Linked DNA regions of Mus musculus: region 1 is linked to region 2. A link is a contact called in public HiChIP or PLAC-seq data. All regions are on one chromosome and are shown on one strand. The core of a region is the stretch at or near the end of the contact, and the rest is flanking DNA. Distances in the headings are between cores, read along the strand shown.

What was found. HiChIP or PLAC-seq counts read pairs in DNA pulled down with a chosen protein or histone mark.
Region 1: a contact with region 2 is called in an HNF4G HiChIP or PLAC-seq map of pancreatic cancer cells. The contact joins two enhancer-like sites. A contact is called at or near these places in 1 of 115 datasets of contacts at active chromatin or transcription factors (pancreatic cancer cells) and 1 of 9 other capture datasets (embryonic stem cells).

Annotation. Positions count from the first base shown.
Region 1 is chr7:90,367,110-90,372,887 of GRCm38.p6, forward strand. It overlaps Sytl2 (synaptotagmin-like 2), which reads left to right. Exons shown (of 20, transcript NM_001368878.1): 5 at 4,348-4,429; 6 at 5,718-5,778. Among named protein-coding and RNA genes, the nearest start is that of Ccdc89, 56 kb to the right of the region's middle. Within about 2 kb of position 3,597, at least 76 of the 459 cell types and tissues checked have an H3K27ac peak or open chromatin away from gene starts, as enhancers often do. A contact at or near this core is called in pancreatic cancer cells, where this site is marked.
Region 2 is chr7:89,771,748-89,777,900 of GRCm38.p6, forward strand. The region is part of intron 3 of Me3 (malic enzyme 3, NADP(+)-dependent, mitochondrial); the gene reads left to right. Among named protein-coding and RNA genes, the nearest start is that of Ccdc81, 130 kb to the right of the region's middle. Within about 2 kb of position 1,719, at least 76 of the 459 cell types and tissues checked have an H3K27ac peak or open chromatin away from gene starts, as enhancers often do. A contact at or near this core is called in pancreatic cancer cells, where this site is marked.

The DNA of each region.
Region 1 (5,778 bases), core at 2,347-4,846, 600 kb after region 2:
TACCTTACTCTAATGATCTCCTTCGGGAACAGCTTTTCTCTGTGTATGTCCACTCCCTCTACCAGAAGAACTAGCTATTTGCTAGAAACCCCAGCAATAGGCCCAGTGTAAGATACAAGCTTGCTCTTGAAGAAAATAGAGATGAATCCATACATTTGTCCCTCCCCCAGGCCCCTGAAGGTTTGATAGAAAATTCAATAATAAGAAACCTTCATTTCTAAGATGTCTGGCCCACAAAATTATTTATAGCAAGCTCTCAAGAGAATATTTAATCTTATCAGATTTTAGATTTACTCCAATCTGTTATGGTAGTAAAAGCTCTATAGGCACATCAAACTGCCTTATACTTGGATGGCAACATGTTCAGGAAGTGTGCAGTGTAGACTGTTATAGTGTTGAAAGAAGTGTGTGTGCTCACAAAAATACCTTAGAGTGTATATACTAACTCATTCCCTTTGTTTGTCTCTGGATTACTTCTTCATGTGTTTTTGTTTCTTTTTGAAGCATCGCAGAGCACCACCACATGCCGAACACAGAGCCAGACTGTGAGGGAGACACACAACAGTAGCCTCCACGGAACTTAACAGCTCCAAAGGAGATCAGACTAACTTTAAAATCAAACTAAAAAAAGGCATATGAAGATGATTAAAACACTAGGGATCAATCCTAGTGTTTTAATCATCTTCATATGCCTTTTTTTTTTTCCAAGTGTGACTTCTGGTATCACAGGTCCCTTCTGAAAAATGTATGGAAGAAGGAAGTTACAAAGCATAGGCTATGGTACTTGGCTTTCTTCCCAGTTTAAAAATCTCATCATGCATTTAGGCATGGTGGCTCACACATTTAATTTCAGCCCTTGGGATGCAGACACGGGTGTACCTCTGTGAGGACAAGGTCAGCCTGATCTACATAGAGAGTTCCAGGATAGCCAGGGCTATGTAGTAACACCCTATCTCAAAAAATGTCTTCATGTGTAATACATTGAACATCTATTGGTTCATGACAGCATCTACCTCTCTCTGGTAGGAGTGGAATTCTAAGGAACAAAATATACTCTATCTGGCCATTAAAAGATTACAATTTGATGCAATATAGATCTTTTGTGTAAAGTGTCAATAAAATGTGTAATAATGAGACAAGTTATGCTGCAGGAGGGGAGATTTGCATTTTGCTTGAAAATGACAGGGCTGACTGTGGCACACAATGCAGTACAGAGTTGAGTGAAAACCACCATGAGGCACATGAATAGGCCAACAGCTATGTTTAACCAGAGAATGCTAGGACAGACTTCGGTAAGGGGGAAGCTGGCTTCATCTCTAGTAAGTAAAGTTATAATCAGGATGTGCAACTGGGGCCTCTGGAGCCTGAATGCAGAGATAACTTATCCTTTGAGGTTAGAAAATGGGACACTTTGCTCCTTCTTAGAATTGGGAACAAAACACTTATGGAAGGAGTTACAGAGACAAAGTTTGGAGCTGAAACGAAAGGATGGACCATCTTGAGACTGCCATACCCGGGGATCCATCCCATAATCAGCCTCTAAACACTGATACCATTGCATACACCAGCAAGATTTTGCTGAAAGGACCCTGATATAGCTGTCTCTTGTGAGGCTATGCCGGGGCCTGGCAAACGTAGAAGTGGATGCTCACAGTCAGCTATTGGATGGAACACAGGTCCCCCAATGGAGGAGCTAGAGAAAGTACCCAAGGAGCTAAAGGGGTCTGCAACCCTATAGGTGGAACAACAATATGAACTAACCAGTACCACCAGAGCTCGTGACTCTAGCTGCATATGTATCAGAAGATGGCCTAGTAGGCCATCATTGGGAAGAGAGGCCCCTTGGTCTTGCAAACTGTATATGCCTCAGTACAGGGGAATGCCAGGGCCAAGAAGTGGGAGTGGGTGAGGAGGGGAGTGGGGGGGCATGGGGGACTTTTGGGATAGCAGTTGAAATATAAATGAAGAAAATACCTAATTAAAATAAATAAGTAAATAAGAAAGTGGGAAGGAGTAAGATATAATAAGGACATGTCTAGGACATGTCTGCCCCTTGGTGACAGCCAGTCTCCGTGTCTGGGTCAGACCCTCCGATTTTCCAGCTGCTTTACTTAATAAAGGAGATCATTTACACTGTGTCAGGCATCTGGTGTATACTGTTCATCAGATTTCACACTGGCCCATTTTGTGGGGAATTTATTACATTTATTTCCCCTTTCTTCCCTCAGAACCCTCCAATATACTCCCCTTTGCTTTCTTTCACATCCACGGCCTCTTTTTCAATTGTTGTTACCTGTGTGAATAAACACAACCTGTTCGGAATGCTTAATGTTACTTGTATGTATATGGTTTTAGAGTTGGCCATTATTGGATAATTAATTGGTGTACTCTTCCCGAGGAAGACTATCTCTCTTGCTCTCAGCATTCCTGTGTATGGTAGGCTTTGTATGGATGGGCTTTCCCCATTCGTGTTAGCATGGCTATTGGAGCTGTTCTTGTTCAGCTCACACTTCAGCAGCCACTCTGGTAAGACTTCGATGGGTGTAGCCTCTGACATTTCTAGGAGACACAATCTTACAACAAACTCCCTCTCTTATAGTCTTTCTGTCCCCTCTTCCACAATGATCCCTGTGTATAAGGTACAGAAGTTGTGTTATCTGTCTATCAGTTGGGGTTGGGCTGCACAGTTCTGCATTTTGACCTGTTATGTTTTTCTGTAATGGTCACTATCTGTTGCAAAGAACTTTCCTTGGTGATGGATGAAGGATAAAGTTATATGTGGGTATAAGGACAAATAGTTAAAATGTAGTTAGGAATTGTGCTAGTTTAATAGGGTGGCAATTGTAGGTTCTCCTCAAGGCCCATGGTCTACCTAGCACTGGGTAATTGGCTAGGTTCCCCTACTGACCACTTAAAGTGACACTGGAGAGAAATGGCCTCTCAGTTCTGAGGTGTTGGCCTTTCATGTGGACACCAAATTCTATCAGTGGCCATGCTTCTTTTTGACAACTTAATTTGACTTTGCGTCCACCTAGTACAGGAATAGATTTCCTATCAACTATGTCCAGATTTTGGTTCCATTACAAGTTCTTCCTGTATTTTCCGTTTCATATGTCCTGCCTTCCCCTTTCTTTGGCTTTGTGTGACGGGGCTGTAAATGACACCTCCTCCGATGTACTTTCTTTTTGGATCAATAAGGAAGGTGATGGAAGGAAGGATGATTTTCTTAAGAGCTTAATGAGAAAAAAAATAGCAGTTCAAATACAGAAATGAAACCACAAATTGCTAGCCTTGGGGTTTAGTGGCAGCAATCTTTGGCAAGGTTCCATGACCCTAGGGTGAATTGTTTCCTTGCCTGGGTTTCTGTTCCTCTGCCATGAGGGGAAAAGCCATCCCCTTCAGAGGATTTTTCCAAGCTCCTGATTCTGATGTCACTAAGAACCGGTAGAGATTGAGAGGGAGCAGCAGTTCCAGCCAACAGTGACTTCATTTTTTTTTTTTTTATGTCTATGGCAAAGCTCCCTGGAGCAAGCCTTCTCAGCAAGCAGATTTCCCTCCTGTCCTGGGATTCTGTGACCCACTTTTCTTCTTACTCATAGTCAAGGGAGTGGCCTGCTCAACTCATCATGCTCTTGGCACTCTTTGTTTACTTTCACCCCGGGGGCTGTGCAGCCTTTGGCAAGGGCATCATGGTTTAGAAAATCCTGTGGACTTCTTTCAAATAGCTGCCATCTACCCATCCCCCACTTTCTCAATGGCCTTCTGGTACTTTTCTTTTGTACCGGGGTAAGAACTCATCTATTAGCTTGTTGGAACGATGGTCATAAGAGATTGCTGTAACCCACTAGCTTTTGTGTATAGTTATCTGACTTGGTCATTCTATCTCCTTGGCAGGTCACTTGCCTTATCCAGTCTCTGCTTCAGTTATATTTTATATGTATTAGGAGGAACACTGCCATGGGATTAAGATTTTGTGACTTTATTTCAGCCATAAAGCCCATTGCTCACTTTCTCACGTGTATCTTATCTTAGATCTAAGTTTGAAACGAGTTCATTTCTGCAAGTTGAAGTTGTGAGTGAACCTCTTGTGTGCCTGTACCCTGGACGTCTTCAGGGACCCTAATAGGTGTTTTTGTCTTCTCTCATGCTGCCCTTACATCTTTGTCTCACCATTGCCTTTGTTTTGGTCCCTAATCATGGCTGGAGCCCAGTTTCTTCTCCCTTCTTGCAGTTTGATCTTGTAACCTTCCCCACTTCTCCTGTCTTAGAAGCTCTTGGCCGTGGAGCCATGATCGATGCCTCGGACAGGGTGAGATTTTATTTTCTGAGTGATGGTTTCTTTTGCAGTTCCAGTTTGGTGGATCCAGCTTCCAGTGTGATTGATATGTCCCAGGAAAGTACGAGGACTCCAGCTGTGTCTCTGCCCAAGGTAGATGGAGCCCAGATGGTTAAAATCTCATTATCGGCAAGAGTGCCAAATTTCCCATCATGTTAAAGCAAAACAAAATACAGAGACTCCTATAATTCATTGTGTGCATCAGATGTACATAATTTGGGTATTTAGTTTAAGAAGTTACTCCGGGGGTGGATAAAGTTGATAATTATTATGTTTGTGTTGCTAAAGGTCCAGCTTTCTTTCTGTCCCCAATAGTTAAACAATTTAAGGGCAGAAGAGATGGGTTGCCTTAGTGCTGAAGAGAGTTCACTGTTCATGCAGAGGACATGAGATTCTTAACTGCCTGTAACTCCAGCTCCAGAGACCCAATGCTTCTGGCTTCTGTGAGCCCCTGCATGCTCAGTACCCACCCCCATCACATACACATAATTAAACCTTAAAATTGTTTTTAGAAGAGCCAGGTGGTGACCCATCATTTAATCCCAGGCCTTGGGATGAGCAGAGAACAGACACAGTAAGATCTCTGGGAGTTCCAGGCCAGCTTAGGACGCATAGTGAGACTCTGGTAAAAAAGTGAAAGGTAAAAATCCTCTATGGCATTGCCGTTCGTGGGCTATGGAATGTGGCTTGTCCATTCTACCACGGTCCTTACTTTTAGGCATAGCTTCTCGAATGTCTCTTGGAGGTCTGTTTCCAGGAGAAACTGACTATTTGTAAAACTACAAGCAGTCATCATTTATAGTCAGTTATATTAATATGAAAAATCAGAGGCAGGAATGTTGTGAAGCCTAGGCCATTGTGTAGCCTGTGTAGGAAGGCCCTGTCTCAAAACAGCAACAAAGCCAGTCTGAACGTACTTAAGCCTGTGTTTTCAGAGTTGTCCATAGTAATGATGATGAAGCGCCTCAAGATGACTGAAGTCATCATGCAAGTAACTTTGAAAGAACGGTTATCTAATGTAGTAAGTAAGTCATGTGGTAGGAAGGGCCCTACTGAGAATCTGACCTAGTTAGAAAGCTAGGATTTCCTTGCCCTTGACCAGACCTTTACTATCAATCAGGGTCGTTGTTACCAATAAAATGCACTTCTGATCTGACTCAAAGGACTTTGGCTATGCATATACTTTATATAATTGTACCTATGTCTTTTGTATTATGCAGAGTAATTTTATGCTAACCAAACTAAACAGTTGCTCTAGGCCCTAACATGCCTAGATTGGACTGGTTAAAGCTATCAAATATGTGTGCTCATAAGCATTTGGTAACACGGGGTCGCTGTTATGACATTTAAACCACGTTTAATAAACACAATTTTTCCCCAGCAAAGGAAGAATCCATTCAACAGCCCCAAGCTGCCGGAAGATCACTCCTTGCAACAAACCA
Region 2 (6,153 bases), core at 469-2,968:
GCACAACTTGAAACGTATCAAGAAGCTGTTTTGCCACAAGAAAATCAAGAAGAGGGAAGACCAATGAATGGATACTTCATTCCTCCTTAGAATAGGGAACAAAATACCCATGAAATGAGTTACAGAGACAAAAATTTGGAGTTAAGATGAAAGGATGGACTATCCAGAGACTACCCAACCCGGGGATCCATCCCATAATCAGCCACCAAACCCAGACATTATTGCATATGCCAGAAAGATTTTGCTGAAGGGACCCTGTTATAGCTGTCTCGTATGAGGCTATGCCAGTGCCTGGCAAATACAGAAGTGGATGCTCACAGTCATCTATAAGATGGAACACAGGGCCCCCAATGGAAAAGCTAGAGAAAGCACCCAAGGAGCTGAAGGGGTCTGCAACCCTATAGGTGGAACAACAATATGAACTAACCAGTACCCCCAGAGCTCTTATCTCTAGCTGCATATGTAGCAGAAGATGGCCTAGTCAGCCATCACAGGGAAGAGAGGCCCCTTGTTATTGCAAACTTTTTATGCCCCAGTACAGGGGAACGCCAGGGCCAAGAAGTGGGAGTGGTTGGGTAGGGGAGCAGGGCAGAGGGAGGGTATAGGGAACTTTTGGGATAGCATTTGAAATGTATATAAAGAAAATATCTAATAAAAAGAAGAAGAAGAAGAAGACGAAGAAGAAGAAGAAGAAGGAGGAGGAGGAGGAGGAGGAGGAGGAGGAGGAGGAGGAGGAGGAAGAAGAAGAAGAAGAAGAAGAAGAAGAAGAAGAAGAAGAAGAAGAAGAAGAAGAAGAAGAAGGAAGAAGAAGAAGGAGGAGGAAGAAAAAGAAGAAGAAGAAGAAGAAGAAGAAGAAGAAGAAGAAGAAGAAGAAGAAGAAGAAGAAGAAGAAGAAGAAGAAGAAGAAAAGAAGAAGCTGTTTTGCTATGGTGCTGTGTTGATGTGCATGGATATCCTTAATCGAACAAGGTGGATTTAATGACTCCAGCTTCATTCTAGAGATGAACAATCCAGGTTGCACTGGATCTGAGGTTAAAATCCAAGTCTGTCTGGCTTCAAATCCAAGTTATTACAATGGTTCCAGGGACCTATGTGAGCCCTGATAGATTGTAGACAGTTAGCCATAGAGTTTTAGTAGTTATGTGATCGATCTACTGCTTTCATTTTGCAGATGGGGAAACAGATTGAGAAAGGTCCAATAATCTCACAAGCCTATGGCTGGTGGGAAATCTCTCCTGCCCTGTCTTCACTGCTCCAGACCCACATTCAAGGAAGGAGAAAAAGAGACTGGCCACCTAACGGAATACTGTGCTTATACAGTTGCATAAGTCCACACCCCTGGGAATCACTGGAAGCGGGCGGCACTATGGCTCTTTTTGTAATGCTGAATCTACTTAAGGAAACCTATTCTATAGCAGCCAGGAGGAGAAACAGGAAAAGAAATGGCCAATTGGCTTTCTGAGTCAACTCCACCTTTTCACGCTGAGATTTAGCTGTTCCAGTATTCTACGCTTATCTTTAACCCTCCAATAATGACTTCATTATTTACTCTATTATGCTATATTTTTTTTCTGATCCTAAATTAGAATGCCCTCTGGACCAGAGACAAATACATTTGTCCTTGCATCCCATGTGCCCAGTATTATGCTTCCCACAAACCATACTACATGAAGCCATGCCAGCTAAAGGTAATGATTAACCTTAAGTGTGCGAGTTCAAGATAATTCCTACCCACTCCAAGGCCCAGTCTCTGGTGTCACTTAGATAAAAATCATTGCCTGTGACTTTAAGCCTCACACCCAAAACAAGTTCACTCACTGTTCACTGTCATCTAAGAAGGTCAGAAGGAAAGGGGCCCTCCATTGGGTGGGGATGGGAACACACCCATCTACTTCCTTTGTAAAGTCCCACCTCAGAGGGAAGTGGACTCCAAACAGGATGGGCAGTCCAGGGTACAGGAAATAAGCTATGGCGCTTCAGGGTGCTTAAATAAACTGTTCCTCAAGAGTGAAAGTACAACCAACAATGGAGTGTGAGTGACCCCCCACTGACACCTGCCCTGTCTGTAGGCACCCTGTCTCCCACTGCAGCCAAGTCGCACACACCATGGGTCTTGTCTTCCCTTCACAATCTGTAGGTATCTGGTCTGCAGAGTCCCCAATGGGTTCAGGGTTTGCAGATCCCGTTCCTACGTGTCTTAGATTGTTTCTCCTGTATGCAGCTGACTTTAACAAAGTGCTAATGGGCTTTAAAAATAGCTTCTTGTGGATTTTTCAGAGGACAGGCTGCCTTCCAGCCAAAAATGTGTGGAATGGTGGTTTTCTGTCAACAATGAGTCTTTGTTATGGAGTTGAAAGTGCAGGTCCCTCCTCCTGAGCCCACTGCAGAGGTTTGCCTGATGCAATTGACCCTGTTTTAATTAAGTCTTCCTTTTGTGTTGGACTCAGTGCCAAGAAGTCTAAATGAATGCTATGGATTTCAATGGGTTTTGTTGTTTGGGGTTGTCATTTATTTCCAAGTCTATTTTAGGACCTGTGTAAGGGTCATTCCCTTGCAAAACCTCAAGATAAGGGTTAAGAGACTTTTTCTCAAAAAAAAAAAATAACATTCTCAAGAGTGAACACTATCTTTGTTTTGCTTTCTCTCCAATGTAATTGAATTCTCAACGTCAAGAAAATTTTCCTGCCTCCTGATGGAAACTGGAGACAAAGATGTAACTCACAGGCCTCCATAGATGGGGGAAACTTCACCTGCATTTACCCTCAGGAAACTCTAACAGATCTAGCTTAGTTGGCAGAGTACTAGCATCTATGAAATCCTGGATTTGTTCCCTAGCATCATAACATCTGTAATCCCAGCACACTGTGGGGAAAGGTAGGAGAATCAGGAATTCTAGGTCATCCTCAACTACATAATAAGTTTATTAGAGGCCAGCCTAGACTGCACAAGCTCACTTTGGCACTACTCATGCCATGCCAGGAAATTTCACCAAGGCCAACTTGGCAACTAACGCCAAACAGTTATCACTCTTGACCTTAATCAGAGCAGCCTCTCCTCTATTTCATGAAGTGTGATGAAGACAGAGACCTATGAGTTCACAAGGTGCTAAGCATAAATAAATAAAAAGTGGAGTGCTTAGCCCTAAACAAGGTACCTATATCACCCCTCCAAGACTCAGAGAATATTGTGCTATAAGAGCCAGAAGATAGGGAAATGAACTGTAAAATGCCTTCTACTGGGCAATACATAGCCACTGCAATCATGAGCTCTCAGCAACTGTAGATGATTGCACAAGAATGGACACATTAGCAACCAGACAAGAGCAGAGAAGAGAGACTCAGCATGCCCTACCTATCATGGCTGAACTGTTTCCTTCTAGCAGATTCAAGGAAAGGACAGTCATTGCCATTGGTTGTGTACCCACTGGTGACCCTACCATGAGCCAACAGATATTCATCTGATGATTGTACAGATTAGGCCAATTGAGTCACACAGTAAACCAAAAGTCATTAATCTGGGAAAGGGACAGATTAGGGAGGGGGGTGAGTCTTGACAAATGTTTGAGGAGATAAGAAAGGGTAGGGGAAGAGAGTAACCAGAATGTGTCAAAACTGTCTATTAAATTATCAAAGGACTAACTTAACAAGAAGTAAAAATTAAAAAATGAAAAATAATAATGAAATTTTTTTAATTTAAAATTGGGAACCATGTGGAGAAGGAATTGTGATGACCACTATTCAGGGCTAGAATACAAAAATTTGGAAACTTGGCTTCTTCAAGTCCTAGGTTTTGTTGGAATAAGTTATCACAGGCTAAGTGGCTTGGGACAACAGGACTTCTGAAATCAGGGTCCTGTTCTCTTTGAGTGTTGGAGGACAGCATTCCCCTGCCCTTCCAGGCCTCTAGTGTTTACTGGCAAACCTTTGCTTTCCATGCCTTACAGACATAGGGGCCAATCTCCGCTTCCACCTCTGCATGTCCAGTCTTCCCTCTGTCTGGCATTGTCTTTCCTTCTAATAAGGCCAGAACTCTTCTAAATAAGGCCCCACCAAATGATACCATCTTAATTGACTATTCCACAAAGACACCATCTCTAAATAAGGTCACCGGTACAGAGGGTTCGGATTTTAACATTTAAGTCCAGCTCACACAATGTCCATGGCTTAGATGTTCACAAGACCATCTAGAGATAGTAAGTTTATGTGCTCAGTTTGTAACTGAGTCTAGCTTTGTCTCATTCCAGCCCTGCATCCTGCATCACTCATCATCCCTAATTCATATACTGTGCAGAATACCTGTTGTGTGCATGGCACCATGCCAGGCTACAGTTTTACAGCTATGAATAAAACAGATGCAGCCCAAGCCTCATTAAACATCAAACAGTCTAGTCAAATGAGATGCACATTTGAAATCTAATTCCATAACCATCATTTGCTCCCATAGCATATTTCCAGTAATGTAGGCTGTCATTTTCAGCTCTAGCTGGGGAAGAAGAAAATGAGAACTCCTTCAAAAAGGTGTGGCCCTCACTTCTGCTTTCACCAAAGTGTCAAGTTTTGCTTTATATATGAGATATCCCTGTAAAAAACAAAAAGTTGTTCGGCAGAGAGAACCATGGTCATGTCATGTTATTAAACAAATAATTCTAAAATCTCAATGCTTAAAACAATGTTTATTGGCCAGCCAGAAGAACAAATTGGTGCCTAGCCCAATGGTCGTCAGAGAGGATTCATCCAGTAACTGGATGGAGCAGATTCAGACATCCACAGCAAAACATTAGGTGTAACTTGGAGAGCCCCATGGAAGAAGAAAAGAAAGAATTGTAGGAGCCGGAGGGGTTTAGGACACCGTGGGAACACAGAATCAACCAAGCAGGGCTCATAAGGGTTCACAGAGACCAAAGCAGCAGTCACAAAACCTCCATGGGACTGTCCTAGGTCCTCTGCATATATGTTATGGTTGTGTAGCTTGGTGTTCCTGTGGGACTCTTAACTGTGGGAGTGGAAGATGTCTCTGACTCTTTCTCCTGCTCTTGGGACTCTTTTCCTCCTGCTGGGTTACCTCATCTGCCCTTGATATGAGGACTTGTGCCTAGTCTTGTTGTAACTGGTGCTGTGTTTGTTTGATATCCCTGGGAGGTCTGCTCTTTTCTGAAGGGAAACGGGAGAAGTGGATCTGGAGGGAAAGGGGATATGAGGGTTCAGAGAAGGGGGAGCAGTGGAAGGAGAGGAAACTGCAGTAGGAATGTTATGTATGAGAGAAGAATTTTTAAAAGAAACCAAACATTTCTAAAACAAATAAGAACTATTGCTGCTCATTCACTAGGATGGATTCAAGTCTTAATTATCAACATCAGGAGGTTCACAAACACCTGTAAATTCAGCTCCAAGGGATCTTATGTCCTCTTCTGAACTCTGTGGCTACATGCATGTACACATAGAATCATACATAGAATATATATATATATATATATATATATATATATATATATATATATATATTCTTTAAAATAAGCTTTATTCTGTGCTTCATGTTGTGCTTCTACACACACACACACACACACACACACACACACACACACACACACCAATAACCACCTAGAGCTATGTTCTGTGTCTCCCTCATTCCAGCTCCAGGCTAGTGAAGTAGCTTTATCTAGAACTGTGTGCATTGCTGTAGCAAAGGGAGAAGGTGAAGGAGGTAAACTCACACCAGCCCTTAGATGAGGTGTGTTCTCTTGTGTCCACTTCTATTTTGCTTATTCACCAGAAGAGCTACCAGGCTGTGCTTCCTTCCAGCAAATCCTTGTGCCTGGAAGAGGTTGCACACAATGTTCTTGCTAGAATAGAATAGAAAAGAAGCAATTTCTTCAATATACTGTAGCAGGAAGACTTTCTGCTTTGTGGCAAGATGAACAGCCCACAACAAATATGCCTTTCAGGTCCAGTTGATTATGTGGAAGAATAGCTTAGGTGCTCAGTGAAAGTTTTTTTAAACATGGGTTGATTCCTTTCTCTCTCTTCACCCTTACTCCAAAGCTCCAGGAAAGAGGAGCCCTGCCACCATATCATCTTAGGTCAACCCTGTGCACACAGATGGCCACACATTAGCTAGGGGTGTCTAAGCTCTGTTTCTAGGAACTGCAGAAGGAAA